2 separate regions of the Ovis aries genome follow, and region 2 is linked to region 1. A link is a contact called in public Hi-C data. All regions are on one chromosome and are shown on one strand. The core of a region is the stretch at or near the end of the contact, and the rest is flanking DNA. Distances in the headings are between cores, read along the strand shown.

What was found. A called contact is a pair of places that touch in the nucleus more often than the background predicts.
Region 2: a contact with region 1 is called in a Hi-C map of liver, with 3 times the contacts expected there. The contact joins two enhancer-like sites. A contact is called at or near these places in 5 of 16 Hi-C or Micro-C datasets (blood, hypothalamus, liver and 1 more).

What each region holds. Positions count from the first base shown.
Region 1 is chr25:6,689,360-6,696,146 of ARS-UI_Ramb_v3.0, reverse strand. No RefSeq gene overlaps it. Among named protein-coding and RNA genes, the nearest start is that of TARBP1, 40 kb to the right of the region's middle. Within about 2 kb of position 3,671, at least 4 of the 54 cell types and tissues checked have an H3K27ac peak or open chromatin away from gene starts, as enhancers often do. A contact at or near this core is called in liver, where this site is marked.
Region 2 is chr25:7,114,827-7,121,965 of ARS-UI_Ramb_v3.0, reverse strand. No RefSeq gene overlaps it. Among named protein-coding and RNA genes, the nearest start is that of TRNAR-CCU, 98 kb to the left of the region's middle. Within about 2 kb of position 1,420, at least 33 of the 54 cell types and tissues checked have an H3K27ac peak or open chromatin away from gene starts, as enhancers often do. A contact at or near this core is called in liver, where this site is marked.

The DNA of each region.
Region 1 (6,787 bases), core at 2,422-4,921:
AGCAGTTAATCACAGTCAATAGTTGGAACATCATAAATTTGGAGAGAAGTCATTTGGTTGGTGGGGAGGGGCACTGTTATTAAATTCACTTAATCATGAGTGACAATGATGGAGGATTTGGGGGAAAAGCCACTTCCGCCTGTGTGAGCATCAGTCTCAACTGCGGAGGGGCGCCTTTCATCACCAGCTCCCGGGGAGGTCGTAGGTCTCATCCTCTGGAAATGCACTGAGAGCCCTAAGAATTCTGTGGCTCTGAAATCTGCCTCTGAGCAGGGCTGTGGAGGATGCCACTTCCTCCTGCCAGCAGATGGAACAATCCCCCTTCTGTTCTGTAATCGCTGTGCCCTTGGTGCACAGCCTCCTGGGAACTCGGCCATCATCCCCACTGAAGAAGGTCCCCTGGTTCACAGGAGGAGAATGGAAATGGGGCTGCCCAGGAGGGGAGACATTTAGAATCACTGGGTCTTAGCATTGAAAGGAATTTTTAGAGACTGAGTGAAACCCAAGCTCCTCATTCATTTTGAGAATGAGAAATAAGAAATCCAGAGAAGTTGAATGGCTTTGCTGGTATGGCCAAGTTGGTGTCAGGGCTAAGAACTGGTCTTGCTGCCCAGGTCTGTGTCTTTCTCAGCATTTCGGCCTGCTCTCCTCTGGGGTCAGACCATGGTCCTCTTTGCCAAGTGCAGTGCCCTGTCCAGTAGAATGTGAAGCTCAAGGACCATTGAGGCTACGGGCAGTGTGGATGTGAGCAGTAAGGATGAAGTTCAACTCCAGGTGAGGTTGGGGCGGGGGTCAACTGAACCCACATCCCTCTTCTCCTTGCTTCACTGGTGTAAGAAACGCCTCGGGAAGAAGGAACCACCCCTATGGACCGTTGTTCAGGGCCTTTTTATTGGGCGGTCGCTCTCCGGCAGAACTCCCAGGGGCGGGTAAGCAAGGGAGCAGGGGTGGGGGGGGGGGGGATTGTGGTCTGCGAAGCAAAGGGAGTCAGCGGGGTAAAGGAGTCTGCAGGGGAAAAGGAGTCTGTGGAGTCTGCGAGGTGTGAGGGGTGGGGAAAGGGTTTTATAATCCTGGCCGGGGCTCCCATATAAGGAGGAAAACGCGGGCTCAGCGGTGATTGGTGTCCAAGGGCTCCATATCAGCTCCTGATTGGACAGCGAGGGCTTCGTGTCGGCTCCTGATTGGTCGGCTTGGTTGCCGGTCCGTCTCCGGGGCTTGTCTGCAGCGCCCTCTACTGGGACATGTCCGGACATGCCCGGGCATGCCCAGGCGTGCCTGACCTCGCCCTGACCTTTCTTCCTGGCCTTGCCCTGACCCTTCATCCTGACCTCGCCCTGACCTTTCAACTGGGTGCCCACAGAGGAGCTCTCTGGTTTACATGCCACTTGGACCAGCAAGAGCCCATGGTCTCCAGACTGCACTTGTCCCCTGGCAGGACTGGAGAGGCAGCAAAGGAGCCCAGCAGTCATCACAGGGCCAGAGACAGACAACCTGGGTGGTGCTGGGACAGCCTTGAACTAGACTCTCTCTCTCTTTCCCTTGGGAGCCAAGCAGGAAAATAGCATAACTGTGTATAATGCAGTGGAAAAAGGATGTGTTAACCCTCACCCAGAGCTTGTACATCCAAAATCAGTTTTCTCATCCTTTTCTTCCCTTTTTGCCAAACTCCATACATCCCCCATGGGCTGAGATGCTGTGAAGCTGGCCAAGCCTGGTGGCTACGATTCAGAGCAAGGGTTTTGGGGTCCAACCTCCTGGGTATCCACCTAGCCTCTGCCCCTTGAGCGCTGTGTGATTTCAAGCAGGATTTTATTTTCTGGAAGCCTCAGTTTCCTCATCTGGAAAATGGACATCATGCCAGTTAGTTTAAGAAATACCCTAGGGCTTAAATAAGAGGAAGCTTGCAGTGGGTTTGGCTAAGTGCCTGGCATGAAAGTGATGGATATACCTCAACTCCTGTTGCTGTTAGCACATAGAGAACTTCACCAGACAGAATTCATAAAAGAATTTACTTGATTGTTTTTTAAAGGGTCTTCTTCGATGTGGACCATTTGTAAAGTCTTTATTGAATTTGTTGCAGTGTTGTTTCTGTTTTTATGTTTTGTTTTCTTGGCCAAGAGGCATGTGGGATCTCAGCTCCCCGACTAGGAATTGAACCTGCCCCCACTGCAATGGGAGGTGAAATCTTAACCACTGGATCACCAGGGAAGTCCCAGGAGACCATTTAGAAGGACAAACCTTTGCGGTTAGCAAGTGAGACTGCATCAGTCAGCAACATCTGGTCTTGGTGAAAAGGAAGGGCAGCTGCAGACAAGGAAACCGACTGGTGAAAACAACAGATGACCCACACCTTGATGGGGCTGCATATCAACATCGATCCCTTATAGAGGGTAGAGCCAGCCTATCCTAGCTGGGGAACCCCAAATTCTGCTTTCAGTGACCTACAGCCCTGGCTGGGGGCACCGAGGTCTAGCAAGCAGTCCAACCACAGGGCATGACTGCAGGGAAAAGAGAGAAGCAGCACAAAAGAATGGGGGACTTCCCTGATTGTCCAATGGTTCGAATCCACCTTCCAGTGCAGGGGACGTGGATTCCATCCCTGGGGGAGGAACTAAGACTCCTCATGCCAGGTGGCAACTCAGCCCCGGAGCCACAACCACTGAGCCCATGCTCCACAAGAGAACCTCAGGCGCTGCAACTAGAGAAAAGCCTGAATGCCGCAACAAAGACCCAGCACAGGCAAAAAAAAAAAAAAAAAGGAATGGTGGCATTCTCATGGCTGCGGTGCACAGAGGGTTTGACTCATCTCTGCGAAGAGGACCTAGTGTTTTTCACGATCACTATATTCCAGATGCAAACATTCTCAGGCAGGAGAATGGTCCCTAAAGGATTGGTCTACCAATTGAAGAGTGAGAAACTGTTTAGAGAGTCACGCCTGGACTTCCTCGAACATTCCTCCTGCACACACTCACGGACACAGACGTGCACACGGGGTGCCTGACCGAGGGGCAGGGGGACCCAGCTGGTGGCTCAGACGGTAAAGCGTCTGTCTACGATGCAGGAGACCTGGGTTCGATCCCTGGGTCGGGAAGATCCCCTGGAGAAGGAAATGGCAATCCACTCCAGTACTACTGCCTGGAAAATCCCATGGACAGAGGAGCCAGGTAGGCTACAGTCCATGGGGTCGCAAAGAGTCGGACACGACTGAGCAACTTCACTTTCACTACGCTGGCCAGAGCTCCCTGGGGTCCTTAGTACCTGGAGAAGTGACAGAAGAGGCGAGGGCTGGCCTCACCTCACCAAGGATCAGCTAAATGAACCTGGTACCCAGAGTTTTCCTTTCCCTGCAGAGGGAGTGGACCTGAGAGACTGGAACACAGGAAAAACTGGAATGTCCCCATTTTCCTTCCCCAGTGTCTCTCTGGCGGTCATGACAACAGAGAGGGGGCTGACGGGGGTGGATCAATCTTTCTCCGGCTCTGGAGTGAGTCATTTGGCAAATAGCTTCATGTGGAAGTTACAAAACCTCTCGAGTCACCTATGGAAACCCCAGTCTTCAGAAACCACAGCAAAGTTTCTGTTTGTTTGTTTGTTTTTTTTTGCTGTTGAGCTCACTTCCGCAGCGGCAGGGATACCGGCGAATCACAAACCGCACACCGACCGCGCACATGCGTTCCACCTGCGGATGGATACGCTGCCTTCTCCTGGAGGACCCCGGAAGTCCCTTCCATCTGCTCTTACAGTTTCTTTTGTGTGTTGCCTGTTGGGTCTCTGTTGTACTGATTTGTCCAGGCCACTCCCAAGATGGGGGCGCTGCTACGGTCCTCTGAAGGACCTTTCCTGTGGGGCCCCGAGAAAGCTTTTACTATAGACATGTTTTAAGGAGGAATTTTCTTGCTTTGTGTTCCCTACACAGATTTTAGGGGTTTCTTTTACCCCCTTGGGGATAAAAGTCATTACAAGAAAAACCCACAAAACTTTTGACGCCTGTGGTATTTCTGCTCTTTCGGCTTTTAGTCCACTGAAATTATTTTGGAAACAAAGTAGCTCTCAATTTTTCAATAGCCACCTTCTATCCCAGTGGCTGCCACGTATACAAATTCAGTCACTCAGGAAGTATTTTTGAGCATTGCCTATGATCCAGGGACTGTTGAGTTTGCTGAGTATATAGCTTTGAACAACACTGATACACTTCTTGGTTTCAGGAAGCTTACATCACAGTAATAACTAAAAAAACTTCACAGATATACTATGAACCGAAACCAGAATTAAGGCCGGATAAAGACCCACTTAAACTTAATGGCCTACCTCTATTAATATATATGCAACTATTGTTCTCAAGTCATTGTTAGTGTACACAAGGGGCTTACCTGGTGGCTCAGTTGGCAAACAGTCTGCCTGCAGTGCAAAAGACCAAGTTCCATACCTGGGTCAGGAAGATCCCCTGGAGAAAGAAATGGCAACCCACTTCAAGTATTCTTGCCTGGGAAATCTCACGGACAGAGGAGCCTGGCAGCATACAGCCCACGGGGTCGGAAAGAGTTGGACACGACTCAGGGACTAAAGGTACCTACCTACTAGTGTCCATAGATATACAACAGGCATCCCCCCAACGTGGCGGGGGTGGGGGTGGAGGTTGGCTGTGTCACTGAAAATTTTGGACTCTGTGAATTCTCCTGCAGTGATGACAAAAGCTTAGATGCAAGGCTGAAAAGGGACCACCCAACCTGTGAAAAAAATTGGATTTTGCTGAAGCTTTATCTTGGAAAAGGGCTTAGAAGTAAATATCATTTAAACAGTTTGTTTTTCTTTAGAGACATACAAAACAACTATTTAAATAGACTGCTGATTTTGTAAATCTGCTGATTTTAATTGGCAGCTCATCCATGTATTCATTTATGGTATACCAAGGCACTGTGCTTTATGGCAGAAACACGAAGTTTAATAAGAGATGGCCTCTGCCCTCCTGAAGCTTATAATCCTGTAAGAAAAGCAGACATGGAAACAATCTAGTAGGTGCTATGTTGAGGTGAGAGTGGGGATGGAGTCCACCTTGCATGAGCAAGGCAATGGGAGGGTCATCAAAAGAAGACTTTTGAACAGTGTCTTCAGCACAAGGTTAAAGATGCCTAAACCTCTTTTAAGAGCCGGTAGCTTTTCTGCGTCCTTGTCTTTTTTTGTTTGTTTCTTTGCTGCATGGCATATGGTGTCTTAGTCTCCCAAAAGAGACACCGTCTCCACTGAAAGCACAGGGTCTTAACCGCTGGACCACGCGGGGAGTCCCACACTATCCTTTTCTCTGTGATGTTTGTCTATGGTAGCTGTAAGGAATTTGGCTGCGTTATCCATACACCAATAAACAACTCTACCAGCCCTTAGACAGAGTAAGCTGCTTAGTATTCTATTTTGTGCAATCAGAGATTAAATTCCAAATTCACTGGCACCCGGAGATGAAACAGCTAATTATATACAGTAATTGCATTTAAAATCCATGCCTTTGAATGACTGATGAAATCTTCTTTTTCAAATGCTCATAAAACTTAGTGTGCCCAGCAACCAACTGGGAAGAAGTGGCAGTAAGTTTTTAGTCTTGTAATGTGGGTATGGTGCCATGCTCTTTCACCCCTGTGCTTTCCTTGAATTCACCCTGCACATTTAAATAATACTTTTGTCCAAGAGGAAGAAGTAAAATTGTGTCTGTTTGCAGATGAAATGATATTATATATAGAAAACCCTTAAGACTCCACCAAAAATTGTTAGAACCAATAAACAAATTCAGTAAAGTTGCAGGATATAAAATCAATATACAAAAATCAGTTCAATTTCTCTACAGCAACAATCTTTCAGAGAAATTAAGAAAACAATTACCTTGACAATAGCATCAGAAAACATAAAATACATAGGAAAACATTTAACCAAGGAAGTGAAAGAACTGTATACTGAAACCTATAAAACACTGATGAAAGAAATTAAGGGAGAAACAAATAAATGAATTGGAAGAATTAATATTGTTTAAACTTTATTCTACCCTAGCAATCTACAGATTCTGTGCAATCTCTATCAAAATACTGATGGCATTTTTCACAGACTAGAACAAACAATCCAAAAATTTCTGTGGAACCACAAAAGATCCTGAAGAGCCAAAGCAATCTTGAGAAAGAAGAACAAATCTGGAGGCACCATCCATCCTGATTGCAAACTACAGTTGACCTTGAACAACACACAAGGTGCCAGCCCTTTACACAGTTGCAAAGCTGCATGTCACTTCACAGTCAGCCATCCTCTTCATCCAGAGTTCAGTAGCCTTGGATTCTACCAACCAGGGATCAGATTGCATTTTATTGCAATTCGTATCTATTGAAAAACATCTGTGTTCCAGTTGACTCATGAAATTCAGACTCCTGTTGTTCAGGGGCCACCAGTATATTACAAAGCTATTACAATCAAAACAGCATGGTATTGGCATTAAGAACAGACACATAGATCAAAGAAACAGAATAGACAGCTCAGAAATAAACCTATGCTGTGCTGTGCTGAGTCGCTCAGTCATGTCTGACTCTTTGCGACCCCATGGACTGTAGCCTGCCAGGCTCCCCTGTCCATGGAATTTTCAAGAATACTGAAATGGGTAACCATTCCCTTCTCCAGGGGATCTTCCCAACCCAGAGATCGAACCTATGTCTCCAGAACTGCAGGCAGATTCTGTACCATTTGAGCCACCATGGAAGCCCAGGGAAGAAAAAACCTCTTCAAAAAATGGTGCTCTAAAAACTAGATTCCTTCATGC
Region 2 (7,139 bases), core at 171-2,670, 430 kb before region 1:
AGCATTCTATAACATGAGGAACTTTGGATAGACACACTTATAAGGTGACATCTTACATTTGCTCGTATGAGTTATTTTCCTTGTTGATCTGAGTGAATGGGGATTGGTGATGACCCAAAATAGAGAACTCCCATAAGTGATGTGGAAAGACCTCCTGCAATGTCCTTTGTCAAAAATACCCATTACCTAGTGCCCTCATTGGCATCTGAGCTCGAAAGCCCAGGATAGTAGGGAACATACAGTCCTGGAGGCGGGCCTGGTGACACCTGCCTGAGGATGGGGTGTCAGTGGTGATGTAAAAGGGGAGAGGCAACATTTTCCTCATTGGGCAATGTTTATCCCCTGGGGAGAGGACACAGAGCCGTGGTCCACGCAGCCAAAGTGAGAGGCTGGTTGGGTAATTGTCCAGCAGGTTCCAAGTCAGGCAAGACTGTTTAGGCCTGTGCCTAGTCACTCAGTCCTTTCTGGCTCTTTTTGACACCATGGACTGTAGCCCGCCAGGCTCCTCTGTCCATGGGATTCTCCAGGCAAGAACACTGGACCAGGTAGCCATTTCCTTCTCCAGGGCATCTTCCCAATCCAGGATAGAACCTAGGTCTTCTGTATTGCAGGCAGATTCTTTACTGACTGAACTGAACCAGGGAAGCCCACTTTGCCTAAGAGTCCTAAACTACCACTATCAGAAGGGATTGGAAAACTGTTCAACGTTTATGTTTGTTTTATAGCATGGGTTTTCCAGAGGACGAAAGAAAAAGTGATTATTTTAAAAACATTTTTGAAGAATAGGATGCTTTCCATAAAATGAAGTAGACTACTTGCCAATGAGGATTATAATTAAAAATATCTTCTTGATCTGGGTGGAAAGTCTCCAGAATTCTTTGATTTTTACTGTTTTTTCCCCTGAGGATACATCATGCTAGGCCACAGTAGACCTGTCATCATTGTTGAGAGATTTACTTCTGACAGTTTTCTTCATCTCCTTGTTCACACTCAGCATTTCACAAGAGAGAGGATTTTTGGTATTTTGAAGGAATCCTCTCTCAAACATAAAAATCACAACATTCTGGCTTTCCAGCGTCTATCTCAACATTTTAGCGCAAGCAGATTGATTGGAATGCAGAAAAACAAAAGAAGATCAACAAAACACCAGCATGCTCAAACTGAGAGCGGGTTCTTTTTGGACAGTGTGTGTTTTTTTGATGAGCTAAGTGTTGATTCTAACCCAAAAAGACTGAGAAGTGTGAGGTTAGATAAGTGTCTGCTAGATTCATTATTGCCATGTGGATTCTGTGGAGTCAGCTTAGAGTCACTGGGTGTAGCTGCAGAATAAAAGTTTTTCTGGTTTATACTTCGCTCTGATTGGACAGTTACTGAGAGCAGGGACTTGCAACACCTTCCGGAAGCTCTCTGGTAACTTCAGGTCTGCGCCCAGAGGGTGGACGCCTCTAGCAAGGTAGTGCAGGATGGATTCTGCAGGCGTTGCTTGAGCAACGCCAAGTGGCCCCCGGCCAGGGTAGGAGTTAAACCAGGAGATGGCTATCAAGGGCAGTTGTTAGGTTTGGCGCTTGTCTCTTGAGCTGCCGTGCTGAGCAGGAAAGAGAGACATTTGTTTGTGGATTTAGCTCATCGCGCTATAGTGCACTCTGTAATCTGAGTCTTTCTCTTTGCTCCAGAGAAAAACAAGTCTGACTTGCATACCATGGAGGATTTAGATTGGCCAGTTTACATCTTTCACCCAGGTTGCTCGGAGCCCGCTCCCCACGATTTTCTACATTCATTTCCTAGCAATCTGGACGGCAGCCTCATTTGGTGGTTTGGGACGTAGTTAACATTTTCCAGTAGACGTGCTGCACACCCTGGGATGAATATAATCTTTTTCCAAGAACCATGATGATTTCTGACACTACCTTTGCCCCCGTGTGTATGTGTTCGCATGAAAAACAGTATGGCTGTACTATGGATCAGTGATCTGACTGCAGAGCAGTTATTGTTGGGTTTTCTTCAGGGTGGTTATCCTCCTTCTGGTCAGTGGATAAATGGTGTTTGGATAGGACCTGGCACAGATACTCTAACCGTTCAGCTTAATGTATAACTACTATGTTTTTCTTCTGTGTCAGCAGTTGGCAGCATGATCCTGTAAGTACCAATGCTGGTGAATAAGTGGATGTCTGTGGAGTGAGGGGAGGGCAGGGCTGGAGGAGGCAGTTTTGAAATCCATGCCAGTGGTTGCTGCAAGTGATAAGATCATTTGAGTAACCTGTAAGACCTGTGGATTCACGGCTTTCAAAAACAGGAAAGTCTCTTGTTCAAAAACCCTCTAAAGCAACATGTGGGCGCAGAAAAGAAGCTGGCTTGTGGTTTGGTGATTGTAGTTCCTTATTGATATAATGGCCAGTGACGCAAGGCCTCTTGGGATTGCAGTGCTGTGACCGCAGGTGACAGTTACCCTGACAGGGTTCTGAAACAGGCCCGGGGCTTTCTGGACGGATGAGAAGTCTAAAAATTTCCCTTTTCATTTCCTCTCTTGTGTGACTTTGTCATTAAAAAAAAAAAAAACTGGTTCTTGACAAGGGAATTTTGCCCCAGCTCTTCAGGAGTTTAACTGGGTGACTTCTCTCCCACTTCCCAAAAATCCCTCCCTGAAAACCCAAAGCTAAAAAAAAAAAAATTGTCTGGTCTATTCTTGCAGATTTTTCAGTGGGTCTATGTTTGATCAATTAGCTTTGAGGCCAGATTGATAACAAGCAGATTTCAAATACATTTTATGATTTGGAAAAAAGACCATCAGGAACATCTCTATATCCTGAGTCTTCTGGGAATTTTAAGCCTTGAGTAAATGCTATGCTGTTCTGGAAGCCAAAGCCTCTCATAAGGAGAGGGAGGCTTGGAGAGACAGATGCTCCCAGGACCCCTGCTTGTGTCCTGAAATAAATGAAAACAGGTGCCATTCCTGCGTCACACGGCTAACTGACCGCCGCACAAACAATTCTGTTGGCTGGATGTGTGGGGCTATCTTGGCGTGAAAAACATTCTGCTTTAGAAATAAACTTCAGATGGGGCTTCTGATCCCCTGAGTGCTCGGGAGGGGATTCGGGTGTGACAGTTTGGTGGGATGAATCTACTTTTAGAAGGCTACTTCTGTACTTTGCCTGCAGTGGGGAGAGAGGCCAACTTGGGGGAAGCCACCTCCACACCCCAATTCCTCCCAAAGTCCTTGTGAACACTTGGTATGCTTGTATGTAGGTATATATGTCTCTTTGTGTACATGCCTGTATGTGTATTACCTGTGTTGTTGGACACAACCGGCAAATTCCTTTTATTTTTCGGTGAATTCAGAGGACATAGCATTTGGAAGAAGGGTATGCACCAGTGTTCCAGCAAATTATCAGTCGAGTATGCCAATCCTTACTAAATGAACCCATCTTGGTGATTCCTCTAGGGTGGGCCTGATGATTTGCCTGGCATTATTGCACATCAGAATTTTCTGCCCATCCTCTCTCTTTCTCTCTCTCTGATAAGCCCAGTAAGTCTGCCCCAGTCACGTCACTGAGGTCATAGGGAAATGTGATCCTGCCAAGAGTGGGAGCTCAGGAGAACCGCCAAGAGCCGAAGGTTACATTGAGAGCAAGAACCACTTTCTGGGTTATGCATGTGTGCATGGGTGTTGTGTGTGTGTGAACTGTGTGTGCGTTTGTGTTCTGTGGACCTGCAGGAGCGCTGGGCCTATGCGGAGTGGGTGTGTGTATTGCCTCTGTGTACCTGCACACACGTGCGTGTCCACTGTGTGTGACACATGGAATATCACAGACCTCTGGGGGCAGTTACGGGAAGGATGCTGGTGTATGTTAGCCTGCTTGGGAAGAGGTCAATCACTTCAGTACAAAGTGCTGTTCTTCTAATTTGCTCCCCTTTCTCCTGTCAGCAACGTGTATGGAGATCGCAGAAACCTTACAGGCAAGCAAAGGATCTGTGACATTTCTCCTGCCTGCCTGCCTCTCAAGTGAGTTCTACTCAAACCCCTGTTGTCTTCAGCCTAAGGAAAAGGGAGAGAGTTTTAGAATTGAGAAGAGGGAGCAAGAATTCAATCGCACGCTGGTCTTTTTCATTGTGTTTTGAGTGTATGTTTTCTGTACGTCCAAAAGGACAGGAGAAGGGATAAAAGGGGGGTGGGGCAGGGAATCAGATGGGGCAGATTGTCTGATTTTGGACCTGAAAAGTAACATTTCTATCCTTCTACTCAGGACTCTGCCCCAGTTTCCTGTCTCTAACCTCCGAGTCTGACCCATTTCTGGCTATTTTTATTTGTTTCCCTGAAAATGCTCCCTGTGCGATTGGAGTTGACTCTTTGCCAACTTTGTTCTTATCCTCCCTGCCATCTGAGTCCAAAAGTGCAGCCCTTCCCACCTCACTCCCAGCAATTATGGGTGAGTTCAGAGTCAAAGAACGGCAGGGTTTCATGGTGATGTGACAAAGCGTTGACTTCTTTTCTCTCCATGAGACTCAAAGACAAGCAGCTGCTACCTGCACGCAGAGCTTTGCACCACTGCATCACCTTTGGTCTGATTTTCCTCGCCAAGGGAGCAGGCTCCTGTGGGGACAGCGGTTCCATCTCCAGCATCCCTGGGGGCACACGGATGCTGGAACACTCACCCCAGGCACTTATCTCCAATTACAGCCTGAGTCAGCAGGGGAACCGGGAAGTGGACTCCAGGTCCATTGCGGTATGGAAAGTTGGGTGTATTTACTTTTCTCTTAGAGCAAACTTTGATTTACTCTTTAATAAGTTACCATGAAGGATATGGTGCTGGAGAAATTTGACTTGGCACCTAAATCTAAGTCATATATTGATAAAGGAGGAGAGGGAACTAGGAGTCTTTTGCGTTTTTCTGGCTTTATCATTAACCCAAAGTTTGGAAATCTATTTGCTTTTAGAAGCATCAGTTTCCAAGTCTTCAAGAAGGTGTTAATTCTCTACTGATGAGGGATTTTGGCATCTTTAGCTGAAAGGTGTGATAACCGGGTGACCTGTGACGCTGTGGAAACCCTAGAGGGGCTGTGTGACCAAATGAAGACTGACCTTGACTACAGGTTGAATTCTTGATCCTGTCGCTTCCAGTTTCACTGGGGAAAATCGATTCATTTCTTTGGCCTCAGTCACCTCATCTGTAAAATGGGGGTAGGGGGAAATCCTATCTCCCTCCGAAGGGATTCAAAAGAGAGATGTAAAGGGCCACGTGGGAGACTGGAAGGTGGTGTTTCACTTAGCCTACAAAATGTCAGGGTTAGAGGTCTTTAGTCACTTTATTGGGTGGGAGAAAACATCTGTTATCTCTTTCCAGAAGTTTCTGCAGGAAGTCACCTGTACAAGGTAAAAAACGTGATTGCATCCTCCACGCTTTTTCTACTTGTTTCTACCTGAGTAGACGGAGCGCCCCTGCAGAGCAGTGATGCTCTCGCCTCACTGCTGATGGGGGATGCACACCCTGAGAGCAGCCAGGCTGAAGGTTTCCTATTTTTGCTGACAGCGCTTCCTCATTAAATGCAGCCATCTGCAAAAAGGGAAAGAAGAAGAAGAAAAAAAAAAACACTCAAGAAGGGAAAGGTGGAACCAAGTCCCCTTCTCAGGCTTCTCTGGTGATCTCTGGGGAGGAATTGTCTCTTTGTTTGTCCGAAGGGCCTGGCATAACTTCTTCTCTGGAGTTCTCTCTCCCCATGGCTCCAAGAGTGGAGACTTAGCACCTTTTGTAACAAAAGCAGGGCTTCCCAGATGGCACCAGTGGTAAAGAACCTGCCTGCCAATGCAGGAGGCACAAGAGACATGGGTTCGATTCCCTGGGTCGGGACGATCCCCTGGGGGAGGAAATGGCAACCCATTCCAGTATTCTTGCCTGGAGAATTCCATGGACGGAGGAGCGTGGCGGGCTACAGTCCATGGGGTCACAGAGTCAGACACGACTGAAGCGACTTAGCATGTATACATGTGATAAAAGCATCAGCAGAGAAAGAGAGAAGGGTGTCATTCAGGAGATGAGAGTGCTGGGTGGGCAGACCTCAAGTGTGGTCATGAGGGGTGCGCTGTCTCTAGAGTTTTCTGCTTTAAAATTTTTTGATTGCTGGGTACCAGTCATTCTACACAAACTTAGTGATAAAATACTCCCTTCCTCGGGCAGCTGCTGCTGCTCTGTGTGCCCTGGGTGAGCACGTAGAAAGTAGACAGTGTAACCAGAACTCAAAGCAACCTGAGATGTTTCTTTCCCTTAAAACGGGCTGGAGGAGCCAACTGCTCAGGCAACGCTGGGCATCCAAAGAGTAATGAAAGAGAGGGAGAGAGAGGTGACCCTAGCTCGGAGAGATGCATCCAGCTGGTTCTCCTCTCTCCCTGACATGTCCAGAGGCAAGGCCTGGGAGTGGAGCCCATTATGGGGCCGTGCTGGGCTGGGGAAGTGGGAATGGGGGACACTTTAGAGAGAATCTGGTAATGGGCCTCCCAGCAAAGCAGATGGCCCTGGACAGTGAGGGTGTGACAGAGAATGGCAGCGTTCCAGCATGTAGAGACCCCCTCCTTCCGCCCCCACCTGGAAGCAGGTGCTTCTGCCCGGCTGTGCTTCTGCCTTTTCTGGTGGAAATAGCTCTAAAGACTCCTGCTTACACTTAGCAGGTAGGTTTATTGAACCACCATAACCAGCTGGTGAAGTGCATGTAATCATGTCCTTTTTAAAGAGGAGGAAACTGAGGCTCAGAAAGGGACAGGAACCTGAGTCTGCCTCCTGCTCCCAAAGGCTGAAAGCAATCATTTCTTCCCAGGGCCTTGTGTCACACGGAAGCCCTTTCGGGTGGAAATACACAGAGCTCCCCTTAAGCTCGGCGGGCCAAACTTACTGCAATGCCACAGAATGAAAAGGCATCACCTCTGAGGGTCGTTGATGGTCACAGCGCCAAACAAACAGGCAGCCCCACCTTGAGCATGAGCTATCTCCAGAGCGACTGGTTTTCCCTCAATGGCAGACCTGTGATTTTTAGAGACCAGTTTGCTTTGAAGATGGCCCTGGGGCACATGTTCTCTGCGGGATCCTGGAATCCTTGCTCGCTCAGAGGCAGCCTGCTTGCGGGGACCCATGGGTTGAAGTGCTTCCTTGGGC